Linked DNA regions of Macaca fascicularis: region 2 is linked to region 1. Evidence: chromatin contacts called from public Hi-C data. All regions are on one chromosome and are shown on one strand. The core of a region is the stretch at or near the end of the contact, and the rest is flanking DNA. Distances in the headings are between cores, read along the strand shown. Region 1 overlaps MYOM1 (myomesin 1). Region 2 holds the start of MYOM1 (myomesin 1).

Region 1 (5,289 bases), core at 2,060-4,559:
ACTCTGCTCTATCAATTCAGGGGCTGCTGGTTGTTGTGCTATAGGCCATTAGCAAAGGACATGGCTAGAGGTTGCCAGCTGTCCCCCTTGTAGCTGAGTGGCTTTCTAGCAATGCCTTTTTTGCAGCCCAAGCATGTCAGCCTCAGCATCCCCACCTCCTCTGCAGCTCTGCTCTGCCTTTGTCATCAGCAGCACCACCCTCTGCCATCTAGTGCTCTGAAAGTCTGGAAGGAAAGACGTGTCTCCTCATCAAAATGCTCGTTTCCCATTGAGTGCCACGCAGAGATTCTGCATTAAGTTTTAGGCACAATGATTTAGTTACATTCTCCTATAGCACTTCTGCAGGAGATATTTGCCTAGACGCTTTCCTGCTGGTTCACAGAGCAAGAGACAGAATGTTCAAAACCCAAGTGGCTTGAGCTCTTCACAGGTAATGCAAACCTATTAAATGCAGTAGACAAATATTTCTGCTGTTATCAAATGTCCTTGTAACTCATAAGAGTTACAGAATGTAGATCATAGGAAAAGAAAGTGTTTGTTTGGTTGACATGGGTGCTTTCCCTTGAGTGAGTGGCTCCCGCATGTCTCGCCCTCTTCTACTAACTCCGTTTATGAAAGCGTTGGTCAAATGCCAGGAGGAATTGGCAAATGTGGGCCTCCGCCCCCAGGGACCCTGCCTCTTGTCTTAATTATTCTCACTTAAAAGGTTGCTAACTGAATATTTTCGTTCCCCCTTTTCTCCCTCCTATAAACAGCCCTGATTCACTAATTTAGCTGTGAGGGGCTGCGTGGTCAGGGGATCCCATTTCATAAAAAAGGATTGTACTGTTTCTTGTATTATCCTGGACTTTTACTAAACTCAGATAAACTAAGCTCAGATGTGAGTATTGCATTGGAGTTCTTTCCCTAAGTGTCTTCAGTTTGGTGACAATCATTTGATTAAAACAAATGTTTTCTCTTTCAAAATGGTAGTGTCTTGCCTATGACTGGCGAAGCTCTATGACTCGTATTTTCTTGCGGATGCCTCCAGAAGGGGCATTTGTCCCTCTTGGGGGCCTTTCTTAGTTTTTTCTTAGCAACATTGCACAATCAATGTCATGAGAACTGACTTTCTGGCACAACTGACTTGTCTGAATGCAATCTTCAGCATCTCTATATTAATTTTCTTTTGGAACATTTTGGGCTGGAAGGACCATGAGACAAAGGTCATGGGTTCTTTTCAGAGCACTTTCTATTTTCTGACCCAATGTTCTTCCTGCCGAAGGTGAAAAACACACATGTTGGTCAACAAATAGCAAGATTTGATGCTTGCTGTGTTGGGGCCAAAGATGGAGCCACTGTGATGATGTGGTAAGAAGCGTGTGCACTGAGACCTCCGCCTGCCGAGCTGACAGCATGTCTGAGAGGGTTAATGGGATCCTTCTCTCTCCACAGATGCTGATGCAGAGATTGAAGGAGCCCCAGCTGCTCCCTTGGATGTGAAGTGCTTGGAGGCCAACAAAGATTATATCATCATCTCTTGGAAACAGCCAGCTGTCGATGGAGGGAGTCCTATTCTCGGATATTTTATTGACAAGTTAGTGCTTAGGCTAATATCAGTTACAGTTATTTGGTCATAGAGATGCAGTCTTGATTTCTCCCATCATTTCTAGGGGAAATATTTTCTTTTCTGGCCTTCCTCTCTGTTTCTATTTCTGTATCTCTCTTCATCTTTCTTTTTCTCTATTTGTCTCTGTCTCAGTCTCTCGCTCTCTCTTTCTCTGTGTGTGTATAGATGTACACATACGTACACATACATAGACACACATACATATAATGGTCCTACATATATGTATATATATATAAAATGGGTATATATACCCATTATAAGTACCTCTGTGTGTGTGTGTGTGTGTGTGTGTATGTTGAGTAGGTACTTGGAAACACCGATTTCTAATTGAGTACTTTTACAGCAGTTAGTACCTGCAGATGGAGTGGGTCATTCCCAGCAGACAAATGTGACAGCTCATATCATAGTGTCACAAAATTCATCTTTGGAACTTAGGTAAATAGGGGTGTGTGTGTGTATATATATATATATTTCATTTATAAGATGGCCTCTGTTAGGTCTCTATTAGGTCTACAAATTCATAGCATTCTTGCCAAATTAGTGACATGAGCTGGTAGTCAAATTCAAAAAATCCTTCTTTGGAATTTAGGTAAAAGTTCCAAAAATGAATTAATTATTTACCTAAATTCCAAAGATGAATTTTTTTGAATTTGGCTACCAGCTTATGTCACTAATTTGGCAAGAATGTTATGAATTTGTAGACCTCATAGAGGCCACCTTGGAAATGAAATAATTGGAATTCAGCATAGTTAATGTCTATATTCCTAATATGTCAATAATTTAAGAATATTTACTTTGGTAATACTACCAAAGTCTTATTTCTACCTCAGGATGTGTTTCCAAGTTATACAAAGAAGTAACAACAAAAAATCAATAGTAGCAAATTATGCACTATCTACAAGTGGTGTCTACATTCTCCAAAACTTTAGAGGCTCTGATATTTATAGTAATTGGGCTTTACACATTAATTATGACATGAGTTTGGACAATACAGACAGCAAGTTTAGATTATTGGCCTAAATAACATTGTTCTCTGACTTGGTTTCTATTCAGATCATTGCTCCAATTCTCTTTTCATTTTTGAGTAATGAAACCTCATTGTAGAAATCACTAGAGACGGACAATGTGTGTCGTATTAGCACAATGAGTTTGCACCAAGGGTGCGTTGAACCTCGCAGTACATAAATACAGGCGATTGTGCTCAGAACTATTTGTAAGAAATATTTCTAATAAATTATATACTATTTAACCATCCATGTGAAAAAATGCTTCCACAACATTTCATCATTTAGTAGTGATGAATTGTGAAGGTTTAGATATATTCTTTTTTGTGCTTTATTGTCTTTGGCACATTTCCAAGGGATTTTTACACTTTGACCAGTGAAAGGCCAGGGACAATCAGTACATTTTGTTCTCCTCTGGCCTTAGTCGTAATGAAAATACCCACCTTGTGGCTATGATTTATTAGGCATTTACTGTGTGCATGGCATTGTTCTAAACACTTCGCATATATTAACCACTAACCCATAACCACCCTGTGAGGTCGTTGCTTTTATTTCAAGTAGGAAATGAGGCCCAAGACCACATATCAGTGAGGAAGCACTAACTCGCCCAAGATCACGCGGGTAAGAAGTAGCAGAACTAGAATTCAGCTGGGAGCCTGGCTGTAGGTTTGTGTTCTTTCTGCTCCAACGTGCTGCGGACAGTGTCAGGAGCCGTGAGTCCCGCCTTTCTTTCTGCCCACATGAGGTTAGGAAGGATCCTCTAGTGTCACTGGGTCACCACAGTATCGCACAGAGAAGAGGCTGAGTCCTGGCAGAATCTCTGGAGACAGGTGTAGTTTGAAGAATTGTCCTGGCCCTATCGGCTTCTGCCACCGCCCCACCTCCCCAAAATCCTAGCAGCTCCAGAATTTCTACCAAGGAGGATTAGGGGAAGTGGATGGAAGGCAGGGATCGAAGCCACGTTTGACAGACAACACTTTACATAAGGAAAGGGAGGAAGTTGTCTATTCCACTTTACGCAAGGAAATTGTCTATTGTCTATATCAAAGAGAGGAAGGTGATTGTGAGGAGGGGAGATAAACTTCCCACACCAGCCGCCTCTGTCCTGCCACTGGCAGCCCCCAGGCCCCTGAGAATCATTTGGGAATTATACATTTTGGACATAGAGCCCATGTTGGGGAAATGATATGAACTAAAAGTGCAGCACTCTGCTCATAAAAAAGGTAAGAGTTGCTTAATCCTAATGCTGTAAAATTTAGTCACATGTTGAGCCCCTAAAGCTTCGTTGATCAGGCCAACAGCATGATAAGAGTTGTCACATTTGTCTGCTGGGAGTGACCCACTCCATCCCCAGGTACCAACTGCTGTAAAAGCACTCAATTAGAAATCAGTGTTTCCAAGTACCTACTCAATCTGCCCCTGCCAGGCCTGGGCATCTCCCCACCTCTCATCAGTCTCTTCAGTTAAAGAAACAAACATCTCCACAATAACCTCCTTACCCTCTATACAGGATGTAATGACCATCAAGTGAGAAAATATGGTGAACTAGTCTCCAAACTACAGTGCAAATAGCTATCTTTTACGACGCCAGTTTTCTCAATAATATCTCTGTTTTTCAAAGGAAATACCTAAGGAAGACAGAGAAGTCACTAATGGTAGAATTGAAGGCATCCGCCGGGGGGATGTTTGGGGGTCCTCTCCAGTGCTAAGATTGGGTATATTTATCTGCTTAGCCCAGCAGCCCCCAAACCCCTCTGCTTTGTACACAAGACCCCTCAGATGCCTGCCTTTTATGCGTTCAGGAAGGATCTGAGGCTTCTTTCCTCTTGGTAAAGAAGACACAGTGCATTTGAGTGAAACTGGGTGCCTGCAGTTCAGCAGCTAGCGAGCCACGCCTGACTTGGATGTTTTACTGGGAGATCTGAAACAACTGGGTGATTTTGCAGCTCTGGAGATATTCATTAAGCCATACTTCTTTTACTAGTTTTGTCAATCATGCTCATTCCTTTAGGTGTGAGGTGGGCACAGATAACTGGTCGCAGTGCAATGACACACCTGTGAAGTTTGCTCGTTTTCCTGTCACTGGATTGATCGAAGGTCGTTCCTATATCTTCCGAGTTCGAGCTGTGAATAAAACGGGAATAGGTTTCCCATCTCGAGTTTCCGAGCCCGTGGCTGCTCTGGATCCAGCTGAGAAAGCTAGACTTAAAAGTAAGCACTTTTCATTTTTCAGGACCTTCCCTAAACCTTTTTAAAATGACTGCAAGAATCAGCTTCATTGCAAGGTTGTTCCTCTCCCTTCCACTAGAGGGAGACAAGAACAAGAAATCCTTTTTTCATCAGAAAATCCGAGGGGGAAAAATCCCCCAAAAACTTTGCCTTAGTCATTCTCTTAAGGGTTTTATTTTATTTTATTTTATTTTATTTTATTTTATTTTATTTTATTTTATCTTATTCAGAAACATTTATATTGTTAAACTGAGTTCCAGGCATTGTGTGTGGAATGAAGTATGAAAGCAAAGAGCCTGGAGAACATTCTTATTCCCATTATTATACATTCCAAAAATAATTTTTTTTTCTGCCTCTAGGTCTATTTCTTTACCTTGGAGTCCTCCCTTAGAGCACTAATATCTCAGCACAGTACGTCTCTCTATATCAAAGGAAAAACAGATAGAC
Region 2 (5,289 bases), core at 1,053-3,552, 98 kb before region 1:
ACCTTGGCCAGGCTGGTCTTGAACTCCTGACCTCGTGATCCACCCGCCTCAGTCACCCAAAGTGCTGGGATTTCAGGCGTGAGCCACCGCACCCGGCCTGGATCTTTATTTTTGAAGGATTAAATGAAAGATCTTTGGTGTGAAGGAGTATATGTTGTATGAAACTGTAAAGCAAGGAGAGTTAAGAACATGCTTCTACAAAATATAAGAGGATTTCAGAAGCATGAGAAAGTGAATGAAGGGCAGTCAGGAGACTGAGTTTACAGATTAATCTAAAGGAACATAACCTTTTTTTAAGTCAGGGGAGGTGAACGCTGGTGGCAATGAATCTGTTTTTTATTTTGTGTTTTAACTCAGAATCATTATGGGCTATAACGAGATACACAACACAATTAAAGAAAATGTTAGACTAGATTAATAGGTGGCAGAAATAGAACAGATTCTCAAAGTGGCTTTCCCCACACACCAAAGGACACGAGAAGATTTTTCAGATCTCTAGAAACTATATTCACTTATAAAATGGGATTAATCCATACCAATATATACATTAGAGTGCTCTGGTTAGAACCCTAGAGTCCAGCATTTACAAACTGGCAATAAATGTAAAATAACCTAGAAACTTTTTCTACAAAACGAACACTCAGATTGATAATATTCTGAGAAATATCAGATATTCTTCAAGAAAAAACTACCATCTTACAAAACACTGCGTAGTGTGATAGCACCTATCATTTGGTCGGCTTTTTAAACCCTGAACAAATACACCACCTCATTTAATCAATGCACTTAAAAAAAAAAGTGTAATTTATTTTCTGGTGCTAACCGCAATTTTTAAAAAGTGTATTTTCAAGTTAGTGCTTCAGTTCCAAGTAAACCAAGTTTTCATTTCTTATGCAAACTTCCGGTTGAAGGTAGGATTCGTTCTCTAGGACTGCCACACCCAAAAGTTCTCACCACTGGACAGAAAATTGGCTGTTAGGGCTGACTTGCCAGTAAAGCCTCGCTTTTGAAAATAAAGTGCTTTTCTGATGACCGTTTATCAGAGCCCTTCCAGAACATAAAACAAATACCAATAATTTTAAGAAATATTCGCTTTATTCGCCTTTAGATATAAAACTTTTTGCACTTAAGTTAAAATCTCTGCTAAATCCATAGGTCTCTCAAGAAATTGATAGATACATTCATATACCTACTAAACTACTTTAAAAGAAAACACTTCCATGGAGAATTGAATTAGCCCAAACTTTCCCCCCACATGGGACAAGGCATTATATTTTGGAGTTTTTCCTGGAGCCACAAACTAAACTCCAGATCTCTTTGACCAAAATTTCATCGCTTAAAGAAAAAAAGTTCTAATTACAGAAACGGGTACTGAGTTGAAGAACTTCCCAATTTGAGTTGGTTATTCCTACTAAATGTAGCCACACAGCTGCAACAGCTGCAGCGGGGGGACAATGGGCTACGTTTTTTGCGCAAACCCTCTCGAATCGGGCAAGTTGACGTTAGAAACAAAAATAGTCCCGGGATCAGCTCTGCAGGGGTCGGGTTTCGCGGGCCCGGCAGTCGTCCAAGATCAAGTCGCCAGTGAGCGAAGCCGCATTTCCCGGGCTCCAAGTTTGGGCACCGGAGCGAAGTTCGGTCTGGGCCACTCCCAGCCATGGCCTCGGATCCCACAACCGGGGACCTGGGTGGCACACCTGCCCAGGTGCGCTCCCGGCGCCAGGAGCCCCGCCGCCCTCCAGCTGCCCCGCGGAGACGGGTCCCCGGGATGGGTGTCCCGCGCCCGAACGCGAGTGCCACTCACCCGGCACAGCTACGAGAATCCGAGTACCTCTGCGAGCCCCTCGCTGCCGCTACTACACCACCCTACTACCCAGAGAGCCGCTAAAAACCACCGCTTCCGGCCTCCGCTTAGCAAGCCGGAAGGAAGCCCGGTCACCTTTCTTGGCCCGCAGAGTGGGCCAGACTTCTCGGAGGGGCGACATGGAGGGAAGTCGCCAGTGTGGTCAGCGAGCGCGGTATTGACCAAGTGCACGAGAAGGAAGCCTAAAGTGGGCGACCTAGAGTATAAAGCAATATATCATGGTTCGCTGGGTCCTGTTCACTGAGTTTCCGTCTTTTTTGTACCTCTTGTTGCAGTGTTAAGTCTTCCTCCCCCCTATCTTTTCCGCAGATGGTTGCGTCCGTGCTGTGGCTTTGCTTGGTCGCACATTCCAGGGCACGGCGAAGGGCGGGGCCCGTCGGCCCAAGTCCTTGTAGGGAAATCGAGGAGACGGCAGCGGACACACGTGACTGGCCCTCGCTCCGCCCCGAGGCCGGGCTCCAGCCTCCGCGGTAGTGTGCCTGCACTTGACGCCCCTCGCGGGGTCTGGGTCTCCGCCTGAGGGCCTCGGAGCTGTGTGTGTAGCCCGGGAGTGGACCTTGATGCTAGCTCTGTGTGCAGTGTAATTTTATGAAGAGTCCCGCCTCCTCCTTACAGGAGGAAACCTGTGTCCCTGGGGCCCTCAGCCAAGCGTCCACTATCTTTTTGGCCCAGACGGATTTCATAAGGTCACATGTGGCTGGAGACTTCCTCCCTCTTGAAAAACATTTGCCGTCGTTTTTCCCTGGCAGAGCCCCTTTGACCCTGGCTAACAAAGACAGCCTGACTTGGGTCCCACTAGGCGGGAAGGAAGGCGACTCCCCTGCACCTCTTGCTACGATTAGGACTCGCGGCTTGGTGAAAACAGAAATCAAAACTTGGGCCTATTTCTCCTGAGTTCTCCTTGCCTAGAACAATTCGCAACAATGACTCTTATTAAACTCCGGGAGGACTTTCTCTTTTTCCGCCCGGAATCCGATAAGGAAGACTTGTTCTGGTCCCCTCAGCTCTCTGACCTCATCTACCAGAGGAGTGAGTGGCATCCTCTAACACTCGAGCCGTCATCCCAGCACTAGGGGACAGTGACCAGTGTGGCTCCCGTGGCCAGAACCCTTCTGAAGCTTGGATTGCCCTGTGGTCTTCGCCTTCAAAGCAGGCCGTCACTCGAATCCTTCTGGAACGGACAGTGTTAACTGTAAACGCTGCGGAATAGTGTCTTCTAAGTATTCGTAGCTTCTTTCTTGAGGGATCTCGGGAACATTCCGTGTATTAACCACTAGCATATTCCAAAGTTAACTTCGTGATAAAGTCACCGGGGAAAAAAAAAATCGCTCCAGTTCCACAGGTGATTGAAACAAACGTGATCTGTTTCCCAGACTTCCTTGATGGTAAGAATTACTTGGGGTACCAATTAAAAATAAAAATAATTGCGTCATTTCCAACGCACTAAATCAGAGTCTTTAAGGGCAGGTCCTGGGAAGCCATCCACGTAACGGGGGTCCCAAGCGGGCTTTTATCAGCGAGGGCGGGGACTCAGCGAGAGGGCTGGCAGCGACGGGGCAAACCCCAGACAACTGCGCGGCTGCGTTTGTTCCTGGAGCTTGCGAGCACTTGCAGTGCATGACACCTCCACAGGGTGGTGGCCTGCCACCGCGAGAGCACCAGCTCCGCCAACGTCCTCTCCTGAGGACACTAGAGCGGAAGGAAACGGACAATTCAGTCTTCCCCTCAGCTTGAAGGCAGCATTCTTTTGCTTCTCTTTTTTTTTTTTAAATTTATTTTTTATTTTTTTATTTTTATTTTATTTTATTTTTTTTTATTATACTTTAAGTTCTAGGGTACATGTGCATAACGTGCAGGTTTGTTACATATGTATACTTGTGCCATGTTGGTGTGCTGCACCCATCAACTCGTCATTTACATCAGGTATAACTCCCAATGCAATCCCTCCCCACTCCCCCCTCCCCGTGATAGGCCCCGGTGTGTGATGTTCCCCTTCCCGAGTCCAAGTGATCTCATTGTTCAGTTCCCACCTATTTGAGTCAGGTAATTGCCTTGTCTTCCTGCCACTCAGTCAGCAGGTATTAAGCGGCAACCGCCTTGCCAAGCACTGTGGTGGGGGCTGTGGCTTATGTTTTCTGGAACAGAACATAGTTGTTGCTACCTTGGGGATGGGGGCGGGGGGGAATAGAAAGAATGCGGAGTTAGCGGGGTATCAGGGAACAAGGGTGGAACAGATATAATAATTAGGGTACAGTTAGTTAGGGCCTATTGAAGGAGCACAAACGAAGAATAAACTTGTCTGGGAACTAGTGGAAGGTGTCCCCCAGGGGATGTTAAAGAGCTGATTCTAGAATTAATTCAGTGGGGAAAGAAAAGGAGAGAGACATGCCAGGCAGAGGGAGCAGCACGCCTGATTGTCTGGAGGTGATCAGAGAGCCTGGCTGATTGAAGATGAACAGGAATTGTGTAGTCTGTGTTCATTCATTTATTCATTCCACAACTATGGATTTAGAAATGGTTAGTCAACCAATGTGGAAAAATAACATCTCGTTAAAATGTTCTTCAAATGTCCACCTAGTGTTTTGATGTTCAGTTTTGATGACTGGACCCACCATCAAAGGCCTCTGAATCTTTCTGATATATCTACCCTTTTGGACCCTATGGGAGATCTTTATCTCCGCGTGATAATCTCCTTCTCACGTTTTTACTAAAAGTTTGGAGACTTGAATTCTGCTCCAAATAGAGTGAAACAGAGTCTTGCTCTATTGCCCAGGCTGGAGTGCCGTGGCTTGATCACAGCTCGCTGCAGCCTCCATCTCCCAGGCTCAAGCCATCCTCCCTCAATCTTTTGACCAATACTCAGAGTAAGAAATTTATTTCACTAAGAAATACTTGACTACCTATAATGTTTTTCAAAATTTTCTATTCTTTTCTTTTCAATTCTGTTACTAGTCTGCTTTAGCTGCCATACAAAATACTATACATTGGGTGGCTTAAACAACAGAAATTTATTTCTCATACTTCTGCAGGCCGGAAAGTCCAAGATCAAAGTGCTGGCCAATTTGATTGAAGGCCCCATCCTGACTTGCAGATAATCAGTCGCCTTCTTCCTGTGTTCCCATGTGGCAGAGAGATCTCGCTCTCTTGCTCTTCTTTTTTTTTTTTTTTTTTAACTTTTCTAAATTCTTTTTTTTTTTGTATTTTTATTTTTTTACTTTTATTTACTTATTTTTTTGAGATGGAGTCTCACTCTGTTGCGCAGGCTGGAGTGCAGTGCCTCAATCTCGGCCCACTGCAACCTCTGCCTCCTAGGTTCGAGTAATTCTTGTGCCTCAGCCTCCCGAGTAGCTGGGATTATAGGCATGTGCCACCACGCCTGGCTAAATTTTTTTTTTTTTTTTTTTTTTTTTGTATTTTAGTAGAGA

The links. Hi-C and Micro-C count contacts between places; a contact is called where the count stands out from the background.
Region 2: a Hi-C map of liver shows a contact between it and region 1, with 2.8 times the contacts expected there. The contact joins the promoter of MYOM1 here to the enhancer-like site in region 1. A contact is called at or near these places in 2 of 2 Hi-C or Micro-C datasets (liver and skeletal muscle).

What each region holds. Positions count from the first base shown.
Region 1 is chr18:71,747,316-71,752,604 of T2T-MFA8v1.1, reverse strand. It overlaps MYOM1 (myomesin 1), which reads left to right. Exons shown (of 40, transcript XM_074022762.1): 13 at 1,435-1,576; 14 at 4,625-4,824. Among named protein-coding and RNA genes, the nearest start is that of MYOM1, 98 kb to the left of the region's middle. Within about 2 kb of position 3,309, at least 1 of the 6 cell types and tissues checked has an H3K27ac peak or open chromatin away from gene starts, as enhancers often do. A contact at or near this core is called in liver, where this site is marked.
Region 2 is chr18:71,844,693-71,849,981 of T2T-MFA8v1.1, reverse strand. MYOM1 (myomesin 1) reads left to right here and starts at 2,302. Exons shown (of 40, transcript XM_074022762.1): 1 at 2,302-3,249. It overlaps MYL12A (myosin light chain 12A), which reads right to left and starts at 1,913. Exons shown (of 5, transcript XM_065534076.1): 1 at 1,805-1,913; 2 at 3-103.